Regions from separate parts of the Oryza sativa genome. Here region 1 is linked to region 2. A link is a contact called in public HiCAR-type data. All regions are on one chromosome and are shown on one strand. Each heading gives the region's core, a stretch centred on a gene start, on an enhancer-like site or on the middle of the called end of the contact. The rest is flanking DNA. Distances are from core to core; before and after follow the strand shown. Region 1 holds the start of LOC9272566 (cyclic dof factor 2). Region 2 holds the start of LOC4325120 (NAC domain-containing protein 74-like).

What was found. HiCAR-type assays count read pairs that join an accessible place to other places.
Region 1: a HiCAR-type map of leaf shows a contact between it and region 2, with 2.9 times the contacts expected there. The contact joins the promoter of LOC9272566 here to the promoter of LOC4325120 in region 2. A contact is called at or near these places in 2 of 4 datasets of contacts at active chromatin or transcription factors (both in leaf).

Annotation. Positions count from the first base shown.
Region 1 is chr1:8,959,920-8,967,538 of ASM3414082v1, forward strand. It overlaps LOC9272566 (cyclic dof factor 2), which reads right to left and starts at 5,670. Exons shown (of 2, transcript XM_015762779.3): 1 at 5,333-5,670; 2 at 2,227-4,096. The coding sequence starts at 5,482. The coding sequence ends at 2,591. It also overlaps the pseudogene LOC9270118.
Region 2 is chr1:8,805,022-8,812,295 of ASM3414082v1, forward strand. It overlaps LOC4325120 (NAC domain-containing protein 74-like), which reads right to left and starts at 4,605. Exons shown (of 5, transcript NM_001406190.1): 1 at 4,364-4,605; 2 at 3,245-3,419; 3 at 2,588-2,865; 4 at 1,784-2,137; 5 at 1-843. The coding sequence starts at 3,410. The coding sequence ends at 172.

The DNA of each region.
Region 1 (7,619 bases), core at 4,420-6,919, 160 kb after region 2:
CTGCGCCGGAGCCGGAGGAGTTCCAGGTCCAGGCCTTCTCCTTGCAAGCCACACGGTCCGCGAGCTCAAAGAGCTCTGCGGTATTCTGGGGCTCCTTGGAGGCTATTTTCTTGAGCATGCGGTTGTGCCGCACGCCCCTCCCCCCCCCCTGCGCGAATGTATAGATGACCGCATGGGCGGGTATGCAGGGGATGGTGTTGCGCACCTGGCAGAAACATTGGATGTACTACCGGAGGGACTCATCGTCCCGCTGCCATACTGCGTGTAGGTCCACTTCCTCTCCTGGGCGCGGATACGTGCCCTGGAAATTAACAACGACTACCGGCGGCCTGTTCACACCGTTGGGCGGGATTTCTCGAACGGACCGGTATAAGAAGATTTGGTCTGGGTTCAAATGAGAGGCAAAGAGCCCCTCATCAATTGACCTGTACCGCTCTGTGCCAGGTGAAATTAGTGTGATACACATCAAATTAACAGGGCTTCGTTAATTTTAATGATGGGTCAGATGGGTACTGACTACTTTCGCATTATTTTCAGAGAGAACTAGTGTCCATCACGTCACATGCAGTACTTGATTATCTGAAATTATTCTATGAAACAAAAGCCGAACTGTTTGCTTCTTTTGAGTAATTGTCTGAAGTTAAATTTCTTGGCAGCGGATATGGATTTTAATAATTCTTATAGATGCTTAATATATGTACGGAAAAATGAAGGTTTTTGTGTTGACATGCTCTGCTATCTTAATCCTACTTAACCATTTTATCCAAGTTTTTCTGGAATCATTGCTCTTGTATGTCTTGAAATTTGTTTGTAATGTTTTGCTATCAGTGCATAACAACTGATAATTTGAGGTCTATTTCAATAACTTCTGTTTCTATCAAAGATTGTGTGTTATTCTGTACGGATGGATAGCTTTCAGCAACTTCCTCTTAAATACTGATAAACATGGAAGTCCACAATCGAAGTACTGGTTGAAGGAAAAGGTCGGAACATGGATGTATGAACGTGATATCTGCATCTAATTGTATACTGTGAATTCATGGGTGATAACTTGATCAGCGTATTTACAAATTAAGACTACTTTTAAGATAATGAAAGTGATGTTCATGGATGACCACCTTTTAGGGAATCAAGCTTTGTTTTTCATGCACCAGTAAAATTTCTCGTTCATTTCTTCACTTCTATTTAGATTTTTAGGATAATATGATTTGAAAACACTTATGATTGGTTGTTTTGAATTGCATTGGTATTTTGGGGTACGGTTTGCTTGCTCAATTTGATGCATATCCTTTTGTTCTTTTGCCGTTTCCAGAGCCTACGTTCGAAGGACCTTCAGCTTCATGTTATTACCTCCAATATGATGATTGACGCTTTGCTCAAAGGAGGCAGATAGGAATATGCCATGGATATGTTTAGTCCAGAATAATGTGGCCTACAATTTATTTAATGATTATTTTCATTGGAGCTTCTACTGCTTCCCAGCTACCTCTTTTTCTCAAAGAGGAAATATATGCAGCATGTGCAGTCCCTCCCTGAGAAATACCGTTTTCAAGTATCACATGCAGTATTTGATAATCGAAATTCTGGTCTGACAATAAGACCAAATTGCTACTTCCTCCGTTTCATATTATAAGACTTTCTAGTATTGCCCACATTTCTTTGTAGGACTCATCTGAATCCTTAGTTTTTATAATCGAAGTATTGTTTAAAGTCAAAGATGTCAGAACATGGATGTATAAACCTGATATTTAGATCAGTTATGTAATGTGATCATATTCTTGGGAGATAACAAGATCAGTTTTTCAGTTGTTATGTGCTTATGAGTTAAGACTGCCATTTCGGGAATTAATTATGCTGTTCTATGAACAGATATATTTTCTTAATCCCTTATTCGTTTCTTCTAAGCGTTCTTTATGTTGGTTGTTTTTGAGTCTGCTAGCTCAATTTGATTCATCTTTTTGGCCTGTGTCATGAGGTGGTGCCATTGGGAGCAGAACAAGCTGTGTGAAGATTGATTTCCCAGAGAACATTGGAAATGACATATAGATTCTTACGCATGGCATTTAATCTTTTTCAACTTACTCTTGCTGATTATTGTCATAATTTAACAAATACGGTTAATGATGGTCCTATTGACGGAACCATCAATATCCTGTATATCCATTCAGATGCTGTTCATATTCATCTTTTGTCCATTACTGCACCCAACTAAAAATCTGTGCCATATGAATCAAATCAAGTGTGGTTAGATTGATTAATCTGAATCTTTTGCACTCCTTTTTTTTCTTCAAAAACAAAGATAGACATACCAATGTAGTATAATATACTAGGAGAGCTAAACCAGGTGAGTGTATTTTCCTGACTTAACCTAGATGTACACAACCAGTTTGTCAAGTATTTACAATACATATACATCTCGATGTAGTTTCTCATGAAAGCCCTTTGCAACTCCTATCCACCTCAAGTTAGTGGCTGCACAAAAAGCTCTCTCCTGATCCTTCTGAATACCGCAAAACCTCTACTGCTATACACATTTTACAGTACACACACTGTGCTGACAAAAACTATAGGAAATTCAACAGGTAAAGAGTCAAGAAGTCTCCTGGAACGACTGCGACCGCGACAATGCAGCTGGGTTTGCCTTAAGAGCACGAGCAGGACGAGTCTCTGATGCTGCTTGGCCTTTGCTCTCACCTTTGGACTGGAACGGCTTGAAGATGCCAGGGTCTCCAGGCTTGATCCCCAGGGTGGCCCAGATGGAGCTCTTCGCCGCCTCGTCGGGATCGTCGATGCGGAGCGTCTTGGGAACCCACAGTGATTTCTCCTCCTTGTCCTCCTTCAGTGGGAGAGAGGAGTCCCTGGAATGCTTCCCCAGAGGGGAGCCATTGCCTGAACAGCTGCTGTTGCTCGACGACGATGGAGACATGCAGCCGCCATTCGTTCTGATCCACGGTATGTTCCATGCCGTGGCCGGCCAGCTGGATAAGCAACCCCATAGTGCAGGTGGCACTAGAGGGTATGGAAATGGTGGTGCAGAAAGCCTCGAGGCAACCGGCATCATGGGGGAGTTCATGTTCATCCATGGAGCTGAACTGGTGCTGCAGCTCTCAGATTGGGAAGCAGACTCTGGCATGCTTGTACCTGGCACCATCATAGGAACGTTGTTCCATCCTATGTTCCATGGGTACATGTAAGGAGCTCCAAGGTAGTACTGCGGCACTGGGCCGACTCCGTTGCAATACACCGGCGTGCTGTTCTTGTCAACTTGGGCTGCATTTTCAGGTAACACGTTGTGTGATGTGATTGAAGAGATGCAAGAGTTATCTTCCTGATTTTCACCCGTTGGTACTGCTGCAGCATTGGTTCCATTCTGCTCCTGAATGTTCAGCACTGATGCCATCGATTCACAGAGTGGCACCTCAGGCCCAAATTTGAGAACTGTTTCGTTTCTGCCAATTGGTTGTATAGGGGTCGAATGCGCAGATGCGAAAGCTTCAGGGTTCATTGACTTGGATATTTCCACTCTAGACCCCATCATGCAATCAGGGGCCATCAGTAAGTGACGGTAGTGCAACGATGAGCTCTTGCTTTTGCGCCTCCCAGCACCAACAGGTACATTTCTCATGGTTCCCCCGGCAGTCCAATACCTTTGGCAGTTCTTACAGAAGTGCCTGGGTTGATTAACATTGTAGTTGTTGTAATAACAAAACTTTGTGTCCATACTGTTGCACCGAGGGCAAGGGAGAATCTTATCTGGCTTCTTAAGTACTTTGTCCTGGCCTGATTCATCATTTGCTGTCTTTTCATTTTCATCTTTTGAGTCTGATGCTGCTTTCTCTTCAACGTTGTTCATCTGACCCTGATCTTCTTTTTTATTGTCCAAGGTAGATCTGCTGACTGGCTCTATGCTTTCTATTGACTCTGATGCATCAACCCTCATTTCATCATTTCCCTTCTCTTCTGGCACATCAGCCGTCACTTCATTATCCTTTTTCTCTTGTGGTGCATCGACCTTCATTTCGTTATCTTCCTCCTCTTGTGGCACATCAACCTTCATTTCATCATATTTTCTTTCTTCTGTTTCCTTGTGATGATCCTAAAATATTGCCGTAGTGGATATTAGCAAGGTACTTCAGTTCAAACTTCAAAGAAACCTCTAATAATGAAACCCTTTTTGAAAAAAAATCACTTTAGCAGGAAGTTTGGAAATTAAAGAAATGTAATAGGATCACAAGTCTATGGCATGGCAAAAGATAAATAATATCATGAATGAATCTTTCAAGCAAATGATATGCAACTATAATCACCTTTATTCAGCTTTGTGTTTCTTTTCTTCCAAAGAAGAGACATGTTAGCAAGCAGATATTCTACCTTTATGGGCCTAACACTTATTGTGTTGCTCCAAACATTGAAAATTGGGAGCATGAAACTATGAGGTGTACACCGGTATGTAAATTCATAAGTTGGGTATCTGAACAATTTGGACATGCTAATCCAAGCCCAGTTGCACAGATCCTAATTCAATCGACTTTAGCTTCATCCATCCACAGAACATGCTGCAGAGAGATATGCCAAGATGATCCGAAGGACAACGGCCAATCATCACTAAAAATAAAATCATGCAGGTATTCTACTCTTATCTATTCACCGTCTCGTTCTGCCTCAGTACAATCGGCTACGCGGATTAATTGCTTTTACTGAAACCAGAACACATCCTAATTACTAGCTGAGAAAAAAAGCTGACCACTCTTTCGCTAAATGAAAGCGAAAAGCCATGGTGTAGAAAGAGAAAGACCACCACATGCTCAAAAGAACCTTAGATTTTGCATGGATGTCCTACTTTACACTCCTAACCACTTTTTGAGGAGGCAAGGATGATTACACCCAAAGTACCCAACCAACCAATTATGCTAATTGCCCTCTCTCACCTGCAAATACCCCCAATCACAATTAGCAATAACACAGAACAATTATGGGCAATTCTCTACTTAACTGCCGCCTAAGTCGAAGACAAGGACAAAACATGGTGTACGGACAGGTAGGATCATCCTAATTCTTGGCCTTATCCACACACCTAAAATCCAAACTGAACCTTTTTTTTTTCATACACACCAACTGATCAGGGAAAGTGCACCGTAACTTTCACCCATGACCCATAGTTCGAATTCCTCACCTTAATCTGATCAAGAAGAGCTCAATTTCACAGAAACACATAAATAACAGCCTAAATTAAGCCGATCATATCAATCTTTTCCTTTCTCTTCCCCACAAAGCAACAAAACCCTCCAAACTCGAATGAAAAGCAACAAAATGCGCACGCGATTATTCTCACCTCATCCTGCGCCGCCGGCTCAACCTCCGCCGCCGCCGCCGCCGCCGCCTCCGGCTGGTCGGAGCCGTCCGCCGCCGCAGCAGCCTCAGCCTCTGGAGCCAGCGGGATCACCCGCCCGAAGAGCTTTATGCCCGGATCCTTGTCACACATCCTCGATCCCCCCTCACCCACCAACAACCCGACAACCACCGTGATCCTCCGCCGCCGCCGCCGCAGCCGCTGACCGGAGCGGCGAGAGAAGAGAAGACGAGAGGGGCTAATTTGGAAATAAAACTAGCTAAGCTAGTCTCCTCTACGCATGGGACGAAATGGGAACAAAAAAGAGCACGAGAAATTTCATTTCAGAGGGGATTGCTCTTGCTATATTAAAGAAGGGGATTAACCCTCTTATACCCTCCCAAAACCCACTATTCTCAAACACACCCCTATAAAAGTTCGGAGCAACATCGGTTAGCATAATAAGCCAAAGCAAAAGCCAAAATTTGAATTTTTAAACTTGATTTTGAAGTTAAGATGTTTTCGATGTAATTTCTTGATAGTATTGGCTTTTAAATCGCTACGAACAAATATATACCTATAAATAACTTTTATTTCCTAATAAGCTGCTTTGTCATATCCGAGAATATGAGCAATCGATGAGGCTCTTGCATACTCCCTCTATCCCATAAAAAATCAATATAGTAGTACTTAATATGACACATCATAATACAACGAATTTAGATATGTCTCTGTCTAAATTCGTTGTATTAAGATGTGTCATATACTCTCTCCGTCCCATAATATAAGGGATTTTGATTTTTTCCTTGCACTGTTTGACCACTCATCTTATTAAAAAAAAATTATGCAAATATAAAAAAGGAAAAGTTGTGCTTAAAGTACTTTGTATAATAAAGTAAGTTACAAATAAAATAAATAATAATTTCAAAAAAATTAAATAAGACGAATGGTCAAATAGTGCAAGAAAAAAAACCAAAATCCCTAATATTAGGGAGTACTTGGTTTTTTTGGACGGAGGGAGCGTAGGTAAAGCCTGTACTGACAGGGAGTGTTTATGTAAATATCGGTTCATATAGGGGCGTGGAGGCGAATTGTCCGAGGCTCGGGATGGCGACGCGGGGGGCACCAGGGGCGGACAGCTGGCGTCCAGGTCAGCGGCGCGGGGGGCTCGTCAGCCACGAGTTCTCGTGGCTGGGAGGCGCCCGGGGTGACGTCAGCTGCTGCGGGCGGAAGGCAAGCGATCGAATCTCGCGAAAAAGCGGAGCCAAAAAGGGGCGGTCCAGGCGGCCACCCCGCCCCCCGCTTTTTCTCTTCTCCTTTCTTTTTCCTTCTCTTTTTTTCTTTCTTTCTCCTCTTCCTTTATCCTACGTGGCACGTGCTGGACGGAGGTGGGCCACGCGTGTCAGTGGGACGGCGCGTGGTGGGGGGCCTAGCGCAAGTGGGGAGTTGGTAGGGGTTCTAGCCTTCTAGGGGAGCTGACGGTGGGCCCGGTTGGCGCTGATTGGCTGATAATTTTTGTCACTCTTGAGCTGAACTGGCGTGGGAAATACAAGATAAATAAAATCACCAAGAATTGTAGTATAAAATCCGAACCCCAAATACCCAAAATTGGGGTAAAGTGACACCAACGTGAATTATATTTTTTTAAGAAAATTAAAATAACCAAGCGTTTTAGTATAAAATATTGAACCCCAAATACCGGAAAATTGGGGTAAAATGGCACCAATTGTTTTTTTTAAAAAAAAACAAGATTAGTACTCTCCCGTTTTACAATGTAAATCATTCTAAAATTTTCCATATTCATATTGACGTTAATTAATCTAGACATATAAATCTATCTAGATTCATTAACATCAACATAAATATAAGAAATCCTAGAATAACTTATATTATGAAACGGAGGAAGTATAAAACACCGAACCCCAAATACCATAAAATTGGGGTAAAAATGTCACCAAGCGTGAATTGTTTTTTTATATAAAAATTAGTATCACCAATAATTTTAGTAGTATAAAATACCGAACCCCACGTCCCCACGCTCTACTAAAAAAACCAGCTGCAGATCAAAATCCGTTAGCTCATGAGAATGGTCCCGTCGTGCTCGTAGGCCACGTGGCTAGAGATCTTTCCCTGGAGACAATCCCATCCACAAGTTTTGTTTTGAGTAAATTTTTTGAAAAAAAATAGTGGGATTCCAACATTTATTCGTGGCACTTGTTACTCGCTCTCGGTCTAAGCAAATCATGGATTTGGGTTGGTTTTGTGTGCACATGTGGGGCCCTGGGTTGCT
Region 2 (7,274 bases), core at 3,355-5,854:
AGCTGGCGAGAACAAAAGTCGACCAAAACCGAAGATAATAATATGTACAAAACCAACACAAAAAAAACGGCGCATACATCAAATGTTCTGCACCAACCAAAGATCGGAGTTTGTTTACGTTTCTCCAGATTGCAAAAAGCATAGAAACCCAGTAACCTGCAAACCTAAAGGCTAGGTATGCTGCTGATCTCTCTGGCTTAATCCAAGGCGTTGGCCTATATGAAGCGCTACCACAGCGACTCCAATAGCGAAACCCGCAACAAGTATCATGTTCCATCGAGCATCCGAACAGCCTGCAAATGCATTTCGGATACCCCTGAGAAATCCTCGATTGCTGCTGAGCTCTGTACTTGGCTTCCCTGCGTCTGACCGCTTGGTAGAAGCTACATCATGCGCTTGGTTCTTCTGGTGCTCAACAAGACGACCACTGTTCTCAAACTTGATAGTCTGGTTGATAGATTCAGAACTACTCGTAGCCATCTTGTTGATCCCAACCCGCATTTTAGCCTGAGTTTTACCCTTGAACTGCGGCACACTAGTTTCAGGTGTTTTCATACTACGATAACGTCTTATAATTCCATTATCAGCAGCTTCATTCGACTGACTAGGCTCAGCATTGGCCTGGGGCGACCACAGTTCTTCCTTCTGAATTCCACTCCAAACATCGGTTGCATATTGAATGGGGTACTGATCCAAAGGATTCTGGAGCATATTGAAGTCATCTGTACCAGGGTGCAGTATGTTGTAAACATCTTCAGGCAACAAGTACTCCGTATCATCTACTACGTTCTCGTTAGGACTAGAATAGTCTTGTTCCACCTTTGGAGCCAAAGCACCTACGTTCTGTAAATTAAGAAGGAAGATAGCGCGATGAGCAAGTATGCACAGGCTAAGAACTGCAATCAAAACATAGTAGAATGGCAGAATGCACAGCACAATGACAAGTACAATTCATGATTTGCAGAAAATACATTGACTCCTAGGTTCCGTGTTAAAGAAAGAACATGGTATGAAAACACAACTACAGTCAACGTTTCCCCATAATATAACAGACCAGATACTTGGCAATAACCAGAAATCTCAGAAGAGGTGGAACAAACCGTAACACATAAGATAGCTTCAGTCCATGGTATATGCAAATCATGGCTATTTTTTAAAAAGTCAATCCAAACAAATCATAATAATTTTCAATGAGTTTCAAATATTATCCATGAGAATGCATTACTCCGGTGTTCCTAAAAAAATTACAAGCAAATCTTCTTTGTCAACCAGCAAAAGAAAATAAAAGGGCAGCCATACTAAGTCACAAAAAAAAATGGTCACAACATTGTGATTTGCCTATGTCTAGGTATCTCTAAAGGTCATTACCAGTCACATGCTTCATATTAGTATCAATTCCCAAGCAGTAACCAGTGCTGTACTAGGCTTAGTATCAATTCCCAAGCAGTAACCAGTGCTGTACTAGGCTCACAAACATTACTATAATGCAATGTTGTGTTTGGTTTCTATATGTTCGTGAAGTTATTCAGTATTTTGTCTATCAGAAATGCATTATGCAGATATATTAAATAGCAATCAGTATGCACAAGTGGACCAGTGAAGATCAATTTATTATGAGTAACAAGCATGTTAGATTTGTCCAACAGATTCTTGTTCATGCAATAGCCCGTTCTCATAGGGAGCTGGAGTCACTACAACATTCTAATAATGTCACTACAACATTCTAATAATTTATCCATTGAATTATTTAACCTGCAAACACAGTGACTGTGAAGAAACTCACCGATGATTCAACATTTTGTTCATCTGGAGACAGATCAGCAGAAGCCAGACTCTGTTCAGGGTCAAAGAAAGGATCAAATAGTTCATTCAACCAATCATCCAGATTAATGTCATCACTAGGAGATGGTATATTAGCAGTGATAGCTGACGTAGTAACACCGTCAGGTTCAGCAACGGTAACTGGTGCAGCTTCAACACCGACAACTGGTTCAGCAGCAGGATTTAGCTGTTCAGTACTGATAACTGATGGAGGAGCATCATATGGTTCTGGATGAGGATCACTGTTGTCCAACTCATTGCCATTCCCTGGGATCCAGTCATTTCTTTTGGTAATACGACAAAGTACATATGCATCCTGAGGGACAATAAAATAAAAGCCCTACATTAGATACTGGAATTCGCCCTTAGTCAGCAAATCATATGATTATATCATCTAAACCAGCAAGTTGTTTGAAGAGTGACATCAAGAAGGTACAGTGCACATTAATTTATATACTCCCTCCGTTTCAAAATGTTTGACACCGTTGATTTTTTAGCACATGTTTAACCGTTCGTCTTATTAAAAAAAATTTGTGAAATATGTAAAACTATATGTGTACATGAAAGTATATTTAACAATGAATCAAATGATATGAAAAGAATAAATAATTACTTAAATTTTTTGAATAAGACGAATAGTCAAACACGTACTAAAAAGTCAACGGTGTCAAATATTTTGAAACGGAGGGAGTATCATGTAAAGCCACAATATAGTTCTCTCTTTTCTAAATAAGCCACTTTAAAATCTTAATAATTAGTTCAATACCTTCATATCAGGGCAGGCTTGACATTCACGCTCATCTATATAGTACTCATGCATGATCCACTCAGTACGTCTCCCAGTGGGTGGGCGGCCTTCATGAAAAACTAAAGTTTTCTTCGTTCCTATAGTTTGCTTGCCCATTTTTATGGCTCGATCCTTTCCAGTGGATTTCCAATACCCAGCAACTGTTGCCCTATTTGACCGAGAACCGTTAGGATACTTTCTGTCACGAGCAGCGAAGAAATGCCACTTATTATCCTGAGTTGGAACATCGCACTTTGCTGTAATGTGAAATATCATCAGCAGTTTACATAATTAGATTCCAAGCGGCATACAAACAAAGGAAGCCAAAAAGTAGAAAAAAGAAACTCATCTATCAAAATAACAGGGCAGAGAATTGGACAAAGAAGATACATAATTGGCAATCAGTTGCATAATATTTAAAAAGGCAAAGGATGCAACAGTACTAAGAAATGACAACAGTACTAAGAATACAGAAAACATTCTGGTGCATTCCCCAGTGGTTCTTGCAAACATGAATGTTTCCATCTACCAGCATTATCTAGTTTAAATTGATGGTCAAATATTGACTCTTTTCTCATCAGCAAACTCTATGGAACGAAACAAATATAGGTTGTCATGGAATAATGTTCAACTTACCAGGTAAATCCCATGGTTCATGCTTGTATATATCCACCTCTGGAATGATCTCATATTCAATCTTTTGGCCATGTATTTTCTTTTTCAGATAGTGAGAAATGAGCTCAGTATCTTTTGGGTGGAATCCAAATCCTGGTGGGAGGACCATGTCACGTAAAGACTCCATGGTTCAAATCTGTGCATGAATCAAGAAAAGCAAACATGATCAGGGAGAATCTAAAACGGCATGGGTATTTAGCACAACGACTTACTGCCTAAAAACTAAAGAACATAAGTGACGATCTTATAAATCTTTCTAGAAAGATTCTCAACACAAACGTTGGCGATTTTAGTATGCTCATGGAGTAACATCCCCAAGCATTTTACAGAAGATAAACATGGAGGCAAACTAACAAAAATCCATATGAACAATGATGCTTCCTCCTTTCTAATTATTGACAATTTCAGGTTCAAAGCAAGCAGGGGAGGAAATTCTAAAATGATTAGTAGGAATATGGTAATAACTCCAAATTTCACATTAAACCACCTGAAAAGTGGGGTGATATCCTATTATAGGCTAGCTAAAATGGGAAAAGAAAAAACAATCGGGAATTCACTGATTTATCATCCTATTGAAGCACTGAAGGAAGAGCAGCTATCCTAATTCCCCAAATACCGAACTACTTCAAGAACACCATTTCTTCGCACAACCAACCAACCGACCGATCCACTCGGATTTCGACGGGGTCGCAACCAATCCCCATTACGCGCGTCTCGAATCCCCCAAGAATCTGCCCCCCGAATCGAAAACCCCAGGAGGCAAAAAAAAAAAAAAGAATAAGAAAAATTCCGCGGCAAAGATCCGCAATCGGCGAGTGATCGCAACCCCTAAACGAAGATCTCGATCGAAGAATCACCCTAAAACCCCCCACCTCCCGAGACGAGACGAAACAACTACCCCTAACATGAACGAACGCTAAACAACAAAAAAATCCCCCGCACCAAGACGAAACCCCCCAACAACGAGCGGGGACGTCGTCAAGCGCGGAACAATCCAAATCACCTAACCAAACACACACGCAGAGTCGAGGCCAGTCGCGGCGCGGCGCGGAGCGGGGAGGAGTCAGTCAACCCACTCACCTCCGGGAACGGGAAGAATCAGAGCCGCGCGGCGCGACGGCTCCCCGGTGCACCCCCTTCCCCCCCGGGCACGAGCGGCGGGTACCCCGGAGCTGGCTCGCGCGCGTCGTTGGGGTGGACTACTACTACTGCTGGTTCGCCATCGACGCCATGGATGGCGAGGCGAGCGAGAGAAAAAAAAGGGGAGGAGGAGGAGGGTGACGTGGCGGGCGAAGCAGCGAGGAAGCTAGGGATGGATGGGTAGGAGGCCGCGCTGCGGGCTCAACGCGCTTTTATATAAACCGCGGCCCGGGTTGGGTCGTTTGCTTAACGCGGGCGACCTGCGGGTCCGCGTGCGGCTGACGCGTGGGGCCCACTGGACCGTGGGGGGTGGGGACTGGCGGGGTGGGGCCCGTGGCCCACTTGGCGCTCTTCCAGTCCGTGCCGCCCAAGTTTCCGCCCCCGCCACCTCCACGTGGGCGAGGGGCTCGTCCGGGCGACACGTGTCGAGCCGCTAGCAATGGATGGACTGATGGATCGAGCCACAGAGAGCGCGCAAAGTGTGGTGCGGCTGCTGATGCTGCATGGCTGACGGAAGAAAGAACACATGACAGCTGGTGTTCTTGTCTCGTAAGATAGGAGATGATTTTAGAGCATGCAAAAAAACAATAAAACCATAAAGGTATGGTTAATAAAATTTTAATTTATTACAAATTTGCAAAATAGATCAATTTTATATTTGAAGCAACTTTTATATGTAAGGTTGTTATGTGAAACGTACCATTTAACATGCTAACAGCTTTAAAATTAAGCGTGTTAACAAGTGAATGTCCCCATCGTTTCTCTTATTCGTGGAATAAGCGAAACGGCATATTTGCAAAAAAAATAATTTGTGAATAAAACTTTTATATACGTGTTCTTAGCAATTTAAAAGTAAAGGCTAAAAAATAAACTTCGATGAAAAAACCTTAAAATCAATTCTAAATTTAAGATTAAAAATTTAAATTTTAAGTGATAAGCATAAGTATAAGCGAAAAGAGAGGGGGGGGGGGGGGCGTGCACGGTGCATCCATCCATCCAGGGGTGATCCAGCTGTTGCCTAGTTGCCCAAGAGGCCAGGAAACGTGTAGAGTATGAGAAGAGCGTTTGAAAATTATTAACCTGGTTAATTCTGACTACAATTCAACAGAGAAATGCGTAATTTCTTTACTGATCATGGCTGATCGACTGTTTTGTGTAAAATTCGTAGACTCAAATCGCTTTCGGTTTCTTCACCGGGGACAGTTCACCTAGCAGAGAGAGTAGATAGATATATTTCTGTATCCTTTTCTATACAATTCTCACACTCTACACCCAGATTTTGACTGCGTACAATAGCTGGCAATGCAATCGATCGGAGTAGAGGAGAGGAAACTGCCTGGAAACAGGCAGCTGGCGTGCGTCATCATCTGCGTGGAAAAAGAGGGCAGCAGCAGCAGCCAACATCACCCAGCCAATGGCGTCCGTAATAATAATCGATGATCATCTCCCTTGCGTTCCGTTAAACGTTTGCATCTGCTGGAGATCTTTTCAGGATTGCAACAGATTAGATGCTCCAATCTGCTCTGCCTTTTTATTCCCTCCATAATTTGGCCTGTACTTTAATTTCTTCGTGCAAAAAAAAAAACATAACCCGGTTAATTCTAACGACAATTCAACAGAGAATAAGACATAATCTAACACGATGAAAGACATCGTGCTATATCATGTTAAACGCTAATTAGGTTAGATTTTTTTTGACGGTGAGAGTACTCATCTTCACTTTCTCTAAGAGCAGGTACAATAGCAGGCTATAAGCCAGCTATATACATATTTTAAAGAGATAAATGAAGAGAGAATAGCGGCGGGTTACAGATTTGTAGCCAGTTACAACACAGACTCCAAGACGTAATGTGTGTATGACATGTAGGACCAGATATTAATAGTATAATAAATAACTATTTTATGAATTGGCTATTACATTGGCTATAAATGATTTGGAGCTAATAGTTAGCTATATTATTAAACTTGCTCTAAGTGCATTCTCATCCTCCTGTTTATTAGTACTAGTACTAATAAGCTAACCAACAAACCTTGACTTTGGAAGTCTGGAGCACTTGGTTTGCGGATGCTAATATAATTATGCGTATCTGGACGAGATTAGCTGATGGCAAGGCTAATTAGGTCTTGGCGACTCGGCCGCTTTTGCTTGTAATAAGAATAATTAGGGTTTTTGATCTTTATCTGGATCGATCGGAAGAACCTTATCCTCACGTCGCCTTCTTCTTGGTTGTTTTGTCCGCTTGGGTGGGAGTTGTTAGCGAGTCATCCCATATCCAAGCGACTATGAATATATACTTCCATTTCTACTGTCATCGATCATCAAGAGGGATTTCTCTATACCATGTCTAAATTCTTCAAATTAAGTTTTTATTATAAAAGACATGGATTATTTTAGTTGATTTTGGCTTCCTGCATTTCAAAGAATTCATTAAGGTTGGTATAAATGGTAGAGAGTAATGGGAACATCTATTGATTATAAGTAGTTGGTGAGAACGTGTATCATTCAGATTAGCTCGGTCAATTATGTTGGTCGTACTGTTCGAAAGGGGGGTGTGTAGTCATGATATGCAATTAATGTTGCATAAATATAAAGTTTTTGTTTGGAGCAGTATGATTAATTAATGAAAAATCTCCACAGCAACCAACTCTCTAATCGCCGGTAGCTAGCCTTTTCGGAAGCAAAAAGGCTGGTAGCCAGGCCTTATTTGTGGAACAAATGCAAGTGTTTAAATTCACATCATTTGAAAGAGTTACTCCATCCGTTTATAAATATTTGACACTGTTGACTTTCTAAATATTTAACATCATTGGCTTTTTAGTATATGTTTAACCGTTTGTTTTATTCAAAAAC